3 separate regions of the Mus musculus genome follow, and all the other regions are linked to region 3. The links are chromatin contacts, called in public ChIA-PET maps. All regions are on one chromosome and are shown on one strand. Each heading gives the region's core, a stretch centred on a gene start, on an enhancer-like site or on the middle of the called end of the contact. The rest is flanking DNA. Distances are from core to core; before and after follow the strand shown.

Region 1 (3,549 bases), core at 310-2,809, 170 kb after region 3:
ACCTAAGCGCATGTACAACCCCCCCACCCCCAAACCAACTTTCTGATTGGATGTGTTTGCTCGGCACTTCACTTGGGGGAATCAGTTATTCCTCTCTTACAAAGAGCTGGGTACCAGCACTTGGGAGGTAGAGGCAGGATGATCAAGAGTTTAAGGTTAGTAAATGCAAGGCCATACTTGGTTACAGGAGACCCTGTCTCCCCCCTTCTTCCCTCCCAAAAGGGACAAAGCATATTTTAAAATGATCCTAAAAACACTCCTCTTGTGTAGCTAAGCTAGAAAAGAAATGGAGAGCCAGTAGAGCTAAGCGCAAAGGTGCTGGGAATCGAGGCACTTCTGTAAAGGGCAGGGATCATTGGAGTGGGCAGGCAAAGCCTGGTGCAAGCCTGGAGCTGGCGTGCTATGAGAGTCAAGTCTGAGTACTTGCCTTTCCTATTGTGCACTGCAGGGTTTTGGTGTCTTTGCTCGGTGCATCTGTCTGGTGTACTTTCCCTCCAGCTGGCTTTCTCAGTTTTGGCTTGTCTGTAGGGTTTAATGGTTGCTTGGCTCTTCTTTATTATAACTCTTAAAATATTCTTTTGGCATTTATTCCTACTGCTGAAGGGCTTGGTATTTCTTTTAAGCTGTAAATGATTTATTTATTGAAGGGCTAGTGATTTTAACCACTTGAATTCAGAAGGTCTGGCAGGTCTTGGTATTTCTGCACTCTTCTTCCAGCTGTGTTAATGTGGTAGCACATTATATTCACACACACACATGTGTATCTATATGTGCATATATAGCCACTACCCTTCTCTATTTTATTTGTCAAACTTCTGTATTTATTTACTTGTTGTGTAAGTAAATGTGTGGGTAATGTGTGCCATGGTGGAGGTCAGCCTCAGTCACTTGAGGGTTGGGGTCTCTCCTTCCAAGTGGATTCCAGACATCAAACACAGGTTATCAGGCTTGGTGGCAAGTGTCTTTCTCCCAAGATATCTCACTTGTGTTGTGTCCCCTTCTTCCTCCACTTTAGACTAGTGGGAACATATACACCGTTTTTCGATTTATCTCCTACCTACTACCCTTAATTTATATTGGTTGATTCTTCCACATCAGGAATTTATTATTAGTGTATGCATGATGTGTGTGTCCACTGAATGTGTGGAGTTGGCTGTCTTCTTCCTTTATGTTGTGATGAAACACTAACTAAAAACAACTTGAGGAAGGAAAGGATGTTTGGCCTACAGGTTTCTGTCCATCATCAGGGAAAGCTAGGACAAGAACTTGAGGCAGGAACTGGAACTGGCTTGGTTCTAATTTCATTCTGCTCCCTTCTTATGCAGTGCAGATTCACCTGCCTGGGGATAGTACCACCCACAGTGGACTGGAGCCTGTTTCATCAATTAGTAATCAAGAAAATGCCTCCTAGACATGCCCACAGGCCAATCACTTGGAGGCAGTTTCTCAGTTGAGGTGTGTTAAATTGACAACGTAAGCTAACCTGGCTCAGGGTGCCAGGCTTGTGGCAGCAAACACTTTCCCCACTGAGCTATAACCCTCTTGCCTTTTCTTTTCTGAGATAGGATCTCTCACTGTATCCTAGTCTGACCTCAAACTCATGATGCTATTCTTACCTCAGCTTCTCAGTTGTGTGAACCATGCTTGACTCCTTTTATGTGTTAGGCTCTGAGGTCAGCCTTGGTGTTCTTCAGGAAACAGGTCTCACTGGGACCTGAGGCTTGCCTGTTAGGTTAGGCTAGCTAGCCACTGAGGCCCCCCGACCCCCAATCTGCCTTTACCAGCTGAACCATCTCCTAAGTACCCCCCCCCCCCAAGGATATATGTCATCTCATTGTATGGGTGAATTTTATTATTAGGTTGTATACAGCGCTCCAGTGAAAGATGTGGGCTATCACTTTAGGTACATGAGCTATTACAGCTCTGGATTATCTGAATGGAGTTGGAGTGGCTAACAGAAAGGGTGAGGATTTTAGTACAACCACCATTGAATGCTTATTTTGTGCATACAGCGTCTTTATCCAGCAACATACTTGGTGCTGTTACAAGTGTTTCAGATTTGGGAGCTTTTGGACCTTGCATAGATTGTACAGATTCTGCAGGTTGAGGATCCCTGATTTAAAATTCTGAAACCTGCAATGATCCAAAGTCTGAAACTTGCTTTTTAAAATTTATTTATTTATTTATTTATTTTTCAAGAAGCATTTGGGAGCTGGGCGTGGTGGTGCGTGCCTTTAATCCCAGCACTCGGGAGGCAGAGGCAGGCGGATTTCTGAGTTCCAGGCCAGCCTGGTCTACAGAGTGAGTTCCAGGACAGCCAGGGCTATACAGAAAAACCCTGTCTCGAAAAACAAAAACAAAAACAAAAACAAACAAACAAAAAAGAAGCATTTGGGATATTGAGTCATTTCAAACTTAGGAGCATGTGTTTTGGAGTAAGCATGCACAACCTGTACAACATGCTGTGTGCTTTTGAGTCTATTTCTTGTCTTTCTGTTCTTGTTATGTTGATTTGCCTTTTTAATTATGTACCAGGATCTCACTGTTTTATTGGACTTTTCCAATATGTACCATAATATGATGATCAGGATCTAAATGAGCTGAATTTAAATTGCTCAGCTAAATTGAGACTGGGTTCTCTGGGTAGCCCTGGCTGTCCTAGAACAGGAGCCTCTCGATAGACCAGGCTGACCTTGAACTCGGAGATTTACCTGCCTCTTCCTCTTGAGTGCTGGGGCTAAAGGTGTGTGCCACCATTGCCACCATTGCCTGGCCATTTGTATTTATTTTTAATTACTGAATTTTAAAGGCATAGAATCAACAGAAGAATGAAAACATTTTCTTGGATTTTTCAAAAATAAAATTCAGATATTTTTGGGGGTTTAGGTGTTTTATTCAGTGGTAGAGCTTTCTAGGCCCTGAGTTGGGTCCTCAGTTCTGAATATAAGAGGGCAGAGGGATCTTGCTTTGTCTCCACACTAGGGAAAAACCCCATAGGCATTTGCTACCCTTTCTCTAGCAAAGTACTTTTCATTACATCAGAGAGAATGTAAACAAAAACTGGAACCAGACCCTTAGCCCTGTGTCCTTGGAGGACAGTCATTAAAGCTCTGCTGTCACTCACTGGTATTGACAACCAAAGTGAAACAAAGAGTAAATTTAATTTCGGGATAAATGTTTTATCACTTTGTTAATTGCGAACGTTTTAAACTAGAGTTCTTGAGTGAAGGAGGAAGTGTTCATTGACCTCATACTATAGTCCGGCTGGCCTTGTGCTTGAGCCTGTCTTCTGTGTCAGGCTCACCGCTATTGGGGTTACAGGCTTGAGCTGCCATAATCATCTTAGAGCCCCTCTGAATAGTCCTCACACTGATATTAATGCTTTTCTTTAACTTTTTTTTATTATTACTTCTGTCCTCCCTTAGGTCACATTTTTCTTGAAGGCTGTGTCCTCTGTCCTGCAGAGCGCAGTTTATAAAGGAGCAGAGCACAGTAACAGAAGTGGTTACAGAGGCAAGCAGTGACCATTTCAGCAGTCATTTCAGGGTA
Region 2 (3,198 bases), core at 371-2,870, 210 kb after region 3:
TCTTTGACTTTAGATTTGTGGTTTCTTGAACTAACTGGAGTGATGTAAAAGATGAGTCTTGTTAGGCGTTTCCTGACTGTTCAAAGTGTTTGGTGGTGTACTGTAAACAGGTTTCTCCAGGGAAACACTGAGCAGTCATGCCCCCTTCTGTCCTCGGGATTGGAAGTTTCTATGCTTACCGACCCTAGCTGATTGTATTGTGAACAGTTACTTCTGTGAGACTGAAATAGCCTCTGCATCACCCCCACCGGATCCCTGAGGTTTTGGAGTGGCTCCACCCTTACTCAGGACTCCGCCCCTGTGGGTTGAACTTGCACTTTGTTCCTTCTGGCCCCTGACTGTGTGAGTAATGTCCCACGTGTATGGCTTGCTGGCCAGAGTGGAATTTTAAGGCTCTTCTATTCAGAACAGTTTAACTTTTCATGCTGCTCGGCCAAAGGCATGGTCCTGGGACCTGTTCAGCTGCCATCAACCAGTTACTGTAGAGACCAGGACACCTTGCTTCCCTGCCTGGGCAGGGATGTCTCGGAGTTCGCTGTGGCCCACGTGACAGGTGTGTTGAGATGAGGCTGGGGTGGGGGTAGACAACACAGTAATGAAATGTGGGTTATCTGCTCCTGTAGTCTCCACTGGGCTCAGTGAGGATTACATGGCTTGTTTGTGTGCTTGTTTATCTTTTCAGTTTTATGGGGAGGGGGGCAGGGTCTCAAAATGTAACCTCCGTTGGTCTGGAACTCAGAGATCTGTCTGCGTCTGCCAGCCAGCACCAGGAGTTAAGGTGTGTGCCACAGCACTGTCTTGTTTTATTTGAGATTGAATCTCACTGTCTGACTGGCTAGCCTAGAATTTGCTGTATAGACCAGGCTGGCTTCAAACTCAGAGAGAGTAGCTAGCCTGTTTTTGCCTCATGAGAACTGAGAGTAAATGTGTGTACCAGCACACCCAACATACTAGACCTTTAATAAATGTGTAATGAATGGAAGAACATGGATAATATGTAAAATGATGTTAAATGGCACATCTTGATTGAAAAACTTAAGCTAAATTGAAAATTACCAAATATATTCCCAACTAAAATAGTTTTTAGAAGAGTTATTAAAAATTCCTAGCCTCTTAGAGCATATACAAAGTAGAATAATGTTAAGTAATATAAAATAATGAAAACACTTTGAGGCAATGATTACTGCCTGACAATCTATAATGAGAATGATTAAAAAAAAAGTAACAATTTAAATATTGAAAATGTGCTTTATAAGCTAAGCATTAAATATCCAAATTTGAATTTGTGTTTCAGTTTTATTATTATAGGTTTTAAGTATGTTGCTGTTTTGTGTGTGTGAGTGTGTGTGTGTGTATTTGTCCTACAAATGATTCAGTAGAAAAGATAACAAATTACTTCTTTATGGTTCTCAAAATATTTCTGTTCCTTAAGTCTTTTACACAGTTCAGTAGAGTTTGGGGTCCTCTGCTGCCTTCTTTCCACATCCTCACGATCTACTGCTATTGCAGTGGGTCAATTAAAAGATTTAGTTAACTTGCATTGTTAAGAAGTTCTAGCCCACACTGACACTGAATTGGGCGCGGTACGTCTGACTCATAGGGCTTGCCTGTCTTAACTAGTGGCGAACATACCATGGACCCTGCTCACTGAGGCTCCAGGGCTTCCTTTGCTTTTGCCGTGCTCTTAGTCTGCCTCTTCTTGTTTCTTTTACTCATCCCTCCGCAGCCTTCCAGCTAAGATCATTCATTAGCTCCGTGCTTAGTCTTGGCCTCAGCGGGAATTTGGGCATTTTTACTTGATGATATTTTCCTTTTGTTTGGTGCTAGAGGGTAGGACCGGCAATGTTTTCTGTGGATATCCTGTGCAGACAGATTGGACAGGAACTTGTTGTACAAGAACAAAGGAGTGGGAAGAAGGAGGAAGGAAGGAGGGAAAGAAGGAAGCTCTGTAAGAGTCAGAGACAGGAGGGGCGGCCAGGCCAGGGAACGGAAAGACAGTCTCCTGGGCTTGGGTTCTGGGCCTTGTCTCTTAGGTACTGCATTTATCTTGTGTTTTTCACTTCATCTCAGGGGTATGTACCAGTGGTTGGCTTTTATTACATTTATTAAATTTTGAAGAAGAGTTTTTTGTGTATGTGTTGATTATATAGTAAATATATTACCTAACTCTCCTGGGACAAGAATACCCAACTCTTCCCATAGCTTTAAATTTTACACAGGATTGTCCTGTGGACTCCGTTCTTTGTACGTTTTGACACCTTGACTTTGGTAGCCCTCTTTTGGACCTGAAGTCCCTCCCTAGAGCAGATGGACCATGTCTAGATATCTCCCTGTATATTGACAGTTGTCAGTGCGGAACTTTGGTTCATCACATTTAAAGAGACATGCAGTGTAAACCGAGCTATGTGTGGCCCCAGGGGGCTTGCTGCTCATCTCTAATAGTGCCTGCTGTGAGTTTGCAAGCCACACATTATCCTTCAGCAAACCTTTTGTTGTGTGCTGGGTAGTTTGTTTGGAGATGGGGTCTTGCTATGTTGTGCTTATGTGATGTGGGACTTAACATCCTCCTCCCTTAGCCTCTGGAGTGCCCGTGTTACAGCCATGTGCCACATGCCGGGGACTTTGGTTGGTTGGTTGGTTTTGGTTTTTGTTATCTTTTTAAAAAAGCCTCTTGTAAATAAGCTCTTGGGGGGGGGGGGCAGCAGCTGTTGTTGTTCTGTGTGTCTGTACTTATTTGTCAATGAACAAATAAGAAACTTCCTGGCCTCAAAACATTGCACCCAAGAGACTTAGGTACTATACATGCATGTAGGAGTATATGCACTTTTGAATAGGATCATCAGAAAATGTCCTCAAAGGTTTACATTTGAGTGAAAAAAAATTTGGGGGGGCGGTTTGAGACAGTGAGTGAAATATCTTTGAGACAACTATTTTAGCCAGAAGAAAAGGCAAGTGGAAAAAAAAAAGTCAGGGTGTGTGCCTGCCCTGTTTAAGCAGTAGTGGGGAGGGTAGTGGTGGGCAGGAAAGCAAGGGTAAGGGAGAAGGTTGACCAGGGCTGGAGAGAGGCCTCATTGGTTGTGAATACTCCCTACTCTAGCCAAGGACTGAAGCTCAGATCCTAGTACCAGGTGGCCTCACTGTGTCTCTAGCTCCAGTGCATCTGCTGCCCTCCTTCCTCCATGGGCACCCATACGTGAG
Region 3 (3,439 bases), core at 827-3,326:
CATCCCTCCGTCTAACTTTAAAGTAGACTTTAGCCTGACTTATGCTCATGGTCCACTGTCTCTCTCCTCTGCACTGCTGATGCTACAGAGGACACTGGTGGGCTCTGCTGGCCAGGTGTCCTTTCCCTTTCCATCCACGTCTAGTTATCTTGTTTTCCTTTGAATAATTATCTTGCTCCTCTGTTAGGTCTCTCAGAAAAAAAAAATTCTGGGTGCCAGCAAGACACTTCTGTGGGTACTGTTGCCACATAAGCCTGACGACATGCATTTGATCAGTGGGACCCAAATAAAGGTGGAAGAGGAGAATCAACTGCACAATACTGTCCAGTTGATCTAACATTGAATCTAACCGTCACAAGAAGGCTGTGACACACACATCAACACACAAAGCACAATACTAATAAAATATAAATAATATTTTTAAAAGATTATTTAGGTACGCAAGATGCCTCAGTGGCAAAAGCAATTACTGAACAAGCTGAGTTTGACTGCCAGAATCCACAGTGCGGAGGGAAAACCGACTCGGGAAAGTTCTCCTCTGCCCCCCACATGCATACCGTGGTAGAGCACAGACATGCAGTAAACAAATATGTGTAATAATACAAAGCATAAGTAAATGTAGTCACATTAGTGACCTGGGTCGTTTGCATTCAAATATGTCACGTGCAGAGGTCATAACAGAAAAACAGTAAGTAGTATTGCACACATTTTAAAATTTTTATTAGATAGAAACACCCAAAGCATGAAAGAGGGCACCGCAGAAGGAGGACTAACAGAACAAAGCCAAATGGCACGTGTATGAAAACATCCTAATGAGCATGGGATGCTAGCACACACCTTTAGTCTCAGCACCCAAGAGACACAGACAGGTGGATCCTTGCCTGAGGCCAGCCAAAGCTACAAAGTGAGTGAGTCTCTCTCTCTCTCTCTCTCTTTCTTTCTCTCTCTCTCTCTCTCTCTCTCTATATATATATATATATATATATACACACACACACACACACACATACACATATACAGAAAAGAAGAAAAATTAAGAAAAGAAAATGTCATGTTGAAATTTAATAAAAGAAAGGTTTTCCTTTGCTCACAGAAAGTGTGTGTGAAGTCTTTGTGAAGCTGGCCATGTGAATGCTGTGTCTATGTCAAGGAAAAGCAGGCATTTTATATCCTCCCTCTCTTTTTATGTAAATATATACAATTATACACAATTCTACATCTACTACATTCTTACTTAGGCAAGGTAGGTATGCCTTTAATCTCAGAACTTGGGAGGCAGAAGCAGGCAGACCTGTGTGAGTTCAAGACCAGCCTGGTCTACACAGTAAGCTCCAGGTTAGCAAAAGCTAGGCAATAAGACCATATCTCAAAAAATATTTCATTACTTTATTGTTGGTTGGGATGTGTATTTCTGGGAGGGGTGTGTAAATATAGGCACAGATAGATATACCACAGCGCTCATTTGGCAGTTGGAGGGCAATTTGGGGAAGTTGGGATTAGGGATGGAGCCAAGAGTGAGAGAAAGAGTGCCAGTTTATCAGGTTATACGGGTGTTTATTCATAAACAACAATAAAACAAATAGAAAGTGAAATGGGATTGCATTCATTCACACACTCACTTCACTCTCCTCCGGTCTGGCATATGTCGTAGCCTGGCTCTGATGGCTGCGCAGGCAAGGCCCTCGGCATTTCATGCTGTGCTTTGGAGCTTCTGGACACACCAGCCCCAAGAAGGTAATAATAGGAACCAGAGCATATACCCCACAGGAACTTAATGAAATTAGAAAAAAATTATGCCCAAAATGGCATGAAGGATGCATATGCTACATAGTGAAACTGTGGGAGAAGGGAGCAGATATAATAATGTTACCAGATCAAGAGATGTTGGGAACCGTCTCCTAGGAGAAAGGGGCTATCAACTCTGCAGCCATCTCCCGCCCTTTACTTGCAGGCTGGTATTTTTCCACCCTGCCAAGAGACTTGTTTCCTAGCATGCGGTTTTTGCAAGCAGCCCACCACAGCTGAGCACACTCTGATAACATCTCATTCTTTTCAGACATTTCCTGGACTTGCAGTTTAGTGCCCCCAGCTGCTAGTCACTTGTGGTTTAGTGTCTCCAGCTGCACTCATAAGGCTTAGCTTATGCTTATGTGCCCTTAATTGTTTTTCAATAAATGGGACTTGACCAGCAACCTGTCTTGCCTCCATTCTTCAAGTCTCTTGCCCCTTCCATACCACTCTCTCTCTCTTGCAGACCCCGTTGACTGATCTGCCGGCCAGGTCAAAGAGATGCACAAAATTAGAAATGTCATGGGAAAATCCCACCGTATCAGAAGCTCTGGAACATGAGTTAGACAGCTCCAGGGGAGATACACATTCACTGCTTGATTGGATAGCTGCAGCTTGGAGATAGGCATTCCCCTTCTTAGATGTAACTCAGTTGGAGGCCTCAGCAAAATGGAATCGTTTACAGAAAGCAATTCAGTTAGCAAGGAAATTAGGAGTACTCCACTTCAGCTACAACCAGGTTCCTGACCCACAGGCAGCACCTGTGGCCTCCCCCTGCCTTGAAGGAGGCTGATTCAGACCTTGCTGCTACTGAGAATGAGACCACCTGGGGTGGAGCCTTCTGACCTAGATGGCTTTATTTTTCTGTCACCTGCCGCTGCTCTTCTCCAAGAAGCACTACGCTGAGAGGCTGAACCTGTCTTCCTGAGATGTTCCTGAGATAGCCAACAACCTGTGGACTTGGCGACCTAATGCTAAAAGCTCTGACAGACTACTTAGCAACAAAGCATCAAGAAGCCTGGTGTGGCAGGAGATGGGCCTCCCCCCTTTATAAGCACAGACTCTTAGTAAACTTTGGGCCTTGATCAGAAATCTGTCTTGGTCTCGTTATTCCTCTCATACTCTCCCATACAGCTCTGGCCTCCCACTCAGGAGCCCAGTTAGTGTGGCCGCAGGCGGCTACACGCACCAAGGTTGGCCCAGTTTAGGAAAATCCGGTAAAGAAGCTCCACAACATCCAGGGATGACCCCAGCTGGACCACTGCAAGGATGCCAAGTGCGGCAGATGCCATGGACTTCTTAGAATCATGCAGAGAGTTAGACTCAGAGAAGGTTATACTAAAGTACCTACCCATTAAAGTAAGAAATATAATGGAGTAAAGAGACGGTTCAAATATAAATATATATATAAATATTTATATACATATTTATATATACATGTATGTGTATATGTCTATGTGTGTGCATATATATGTATATGTGTGTGGTGTGGTGTGTGTGTGTGTATATATATATATATATATATATATATATATATGTATATATATCCATTTGGAAGACAGAATACCAACCTCCCAGTTAGCTCAGGACCAAGCCAACCATGGAATCCCACCAGACTCTTGTTTGGACAAGCTCCTCACAGACCTTTTTT

The links. ChIA-PET counts read pairs in DNA pulled down with a chosen protein or histone mark.
Region 1: an RNA polymerase II ChIA-PET map of memory CD8 T cells shows a contact between it and region 3, with 11 read pairs. The contact joins two enhancer-like sites. A contact is called at or near these places in 13 of 39 promoter capture datasets (the 3T3-L1 cell line, the C10 cell line, the HPC-7 cell line and 8 more), 3 of 484 Hi-C or Micro-C datasets (bone marrow-derived macrophages, group 2 innate lymphoid cells and neutrophils), 2 of 115 datasets of contacts at active chromatin or transcription factors (T-cell acute lymphoblastic leukemia and memory CD8 T cells) and 2 of 9 other capture datasets (adipose tissue and liver).
Region 2: an RNA polymerase II ChIA-PET map of memory CD8 T cells shows a contact between it and region 3, with 32 read pairs. The contact joins two enhancer-like sites. A contact is called at or near these places in 1 of 15 datasets of contacts at CTCF or cohesin (large pre-B cells), 25 of 484 Hi-C or Micro-C datasets (B cells, CD8 T cells, DN3 thymocytes and 18 more), 7 of 115 datasets of contacts at active chromatin or transcription factors (the SCID.adh cell line, embryonic stem cells, extraembryonic endoderm stem cells and 4 more) and 2 of 9 other capture datasets (adipose tissue and pancreatic islet).

What each region holds. Positions count from the first base shown.
Region 1 is chr1:156,572,687-156,576,235 of GRCm38.p6, forward strand. All of the region lies in intron 1 of Abl2 (v-abl Abelson murine leukemia viral oncogene 2 (arg, Abelson-related gene)), which reads left to right. Among named protein-coding and RNA genes, the nearest start is that of Abl2, 16 kb to the left of the region's middle. Within about 2 kb of position 1,560, at least 24 of the 459 cell types and tissues checked have an H3K27ac peak or open chromatin away from gene starts, as enhancers often do. A contact at or near this core is called in T-cell acute lymphoblastic leukemia and memory CD8 T cells, where this site is marked.
Region 2 is chr1:156,615,506-156,618,703 of GRCm38.p6, forward strand. All of the region lies in intron 1 of Abl2 (v-abl Abelson murine leukemia viral oncogene 2 (arg, Abelson-related gene)), which reads left to right. Among named protein-coding and RNA genes, the nearest start is that of Tor3a, 57 kb to the right of the region's middle. Within about 2 kb of position 1,621, at least 152 of the 459 cell types and tissues checked have an H3K27ac peak or open chromatin away from gene starts, as enhancers often do. A contact at or near this core is called in CD8 T cells, the P5424 cell line, the SCID.adh cell line and 2 more, where this site is marked.
Region 3 is chr1:156,406,150-156,409,588 of GRCm38.p6, forward strand. All of the region lies in intron 4 of Axdnd1 (axonemal dynein light chain domain containing 1), which reads right to left. Among named protein-coding and RNA genes, the nearest start is that of Axdnd1, 13 kb to the right of the region's middle. Within about 2 kb of position 2,077, at least 43 of the 459 cell types and tissues checked have an H3K27ac peak or open chromatin away from gene starts, as enhancers often do. A contact at or near this core is called in CD8 T cells, the P5424 cell line, the SCID.adh cell line and 3 more, where this site is marked.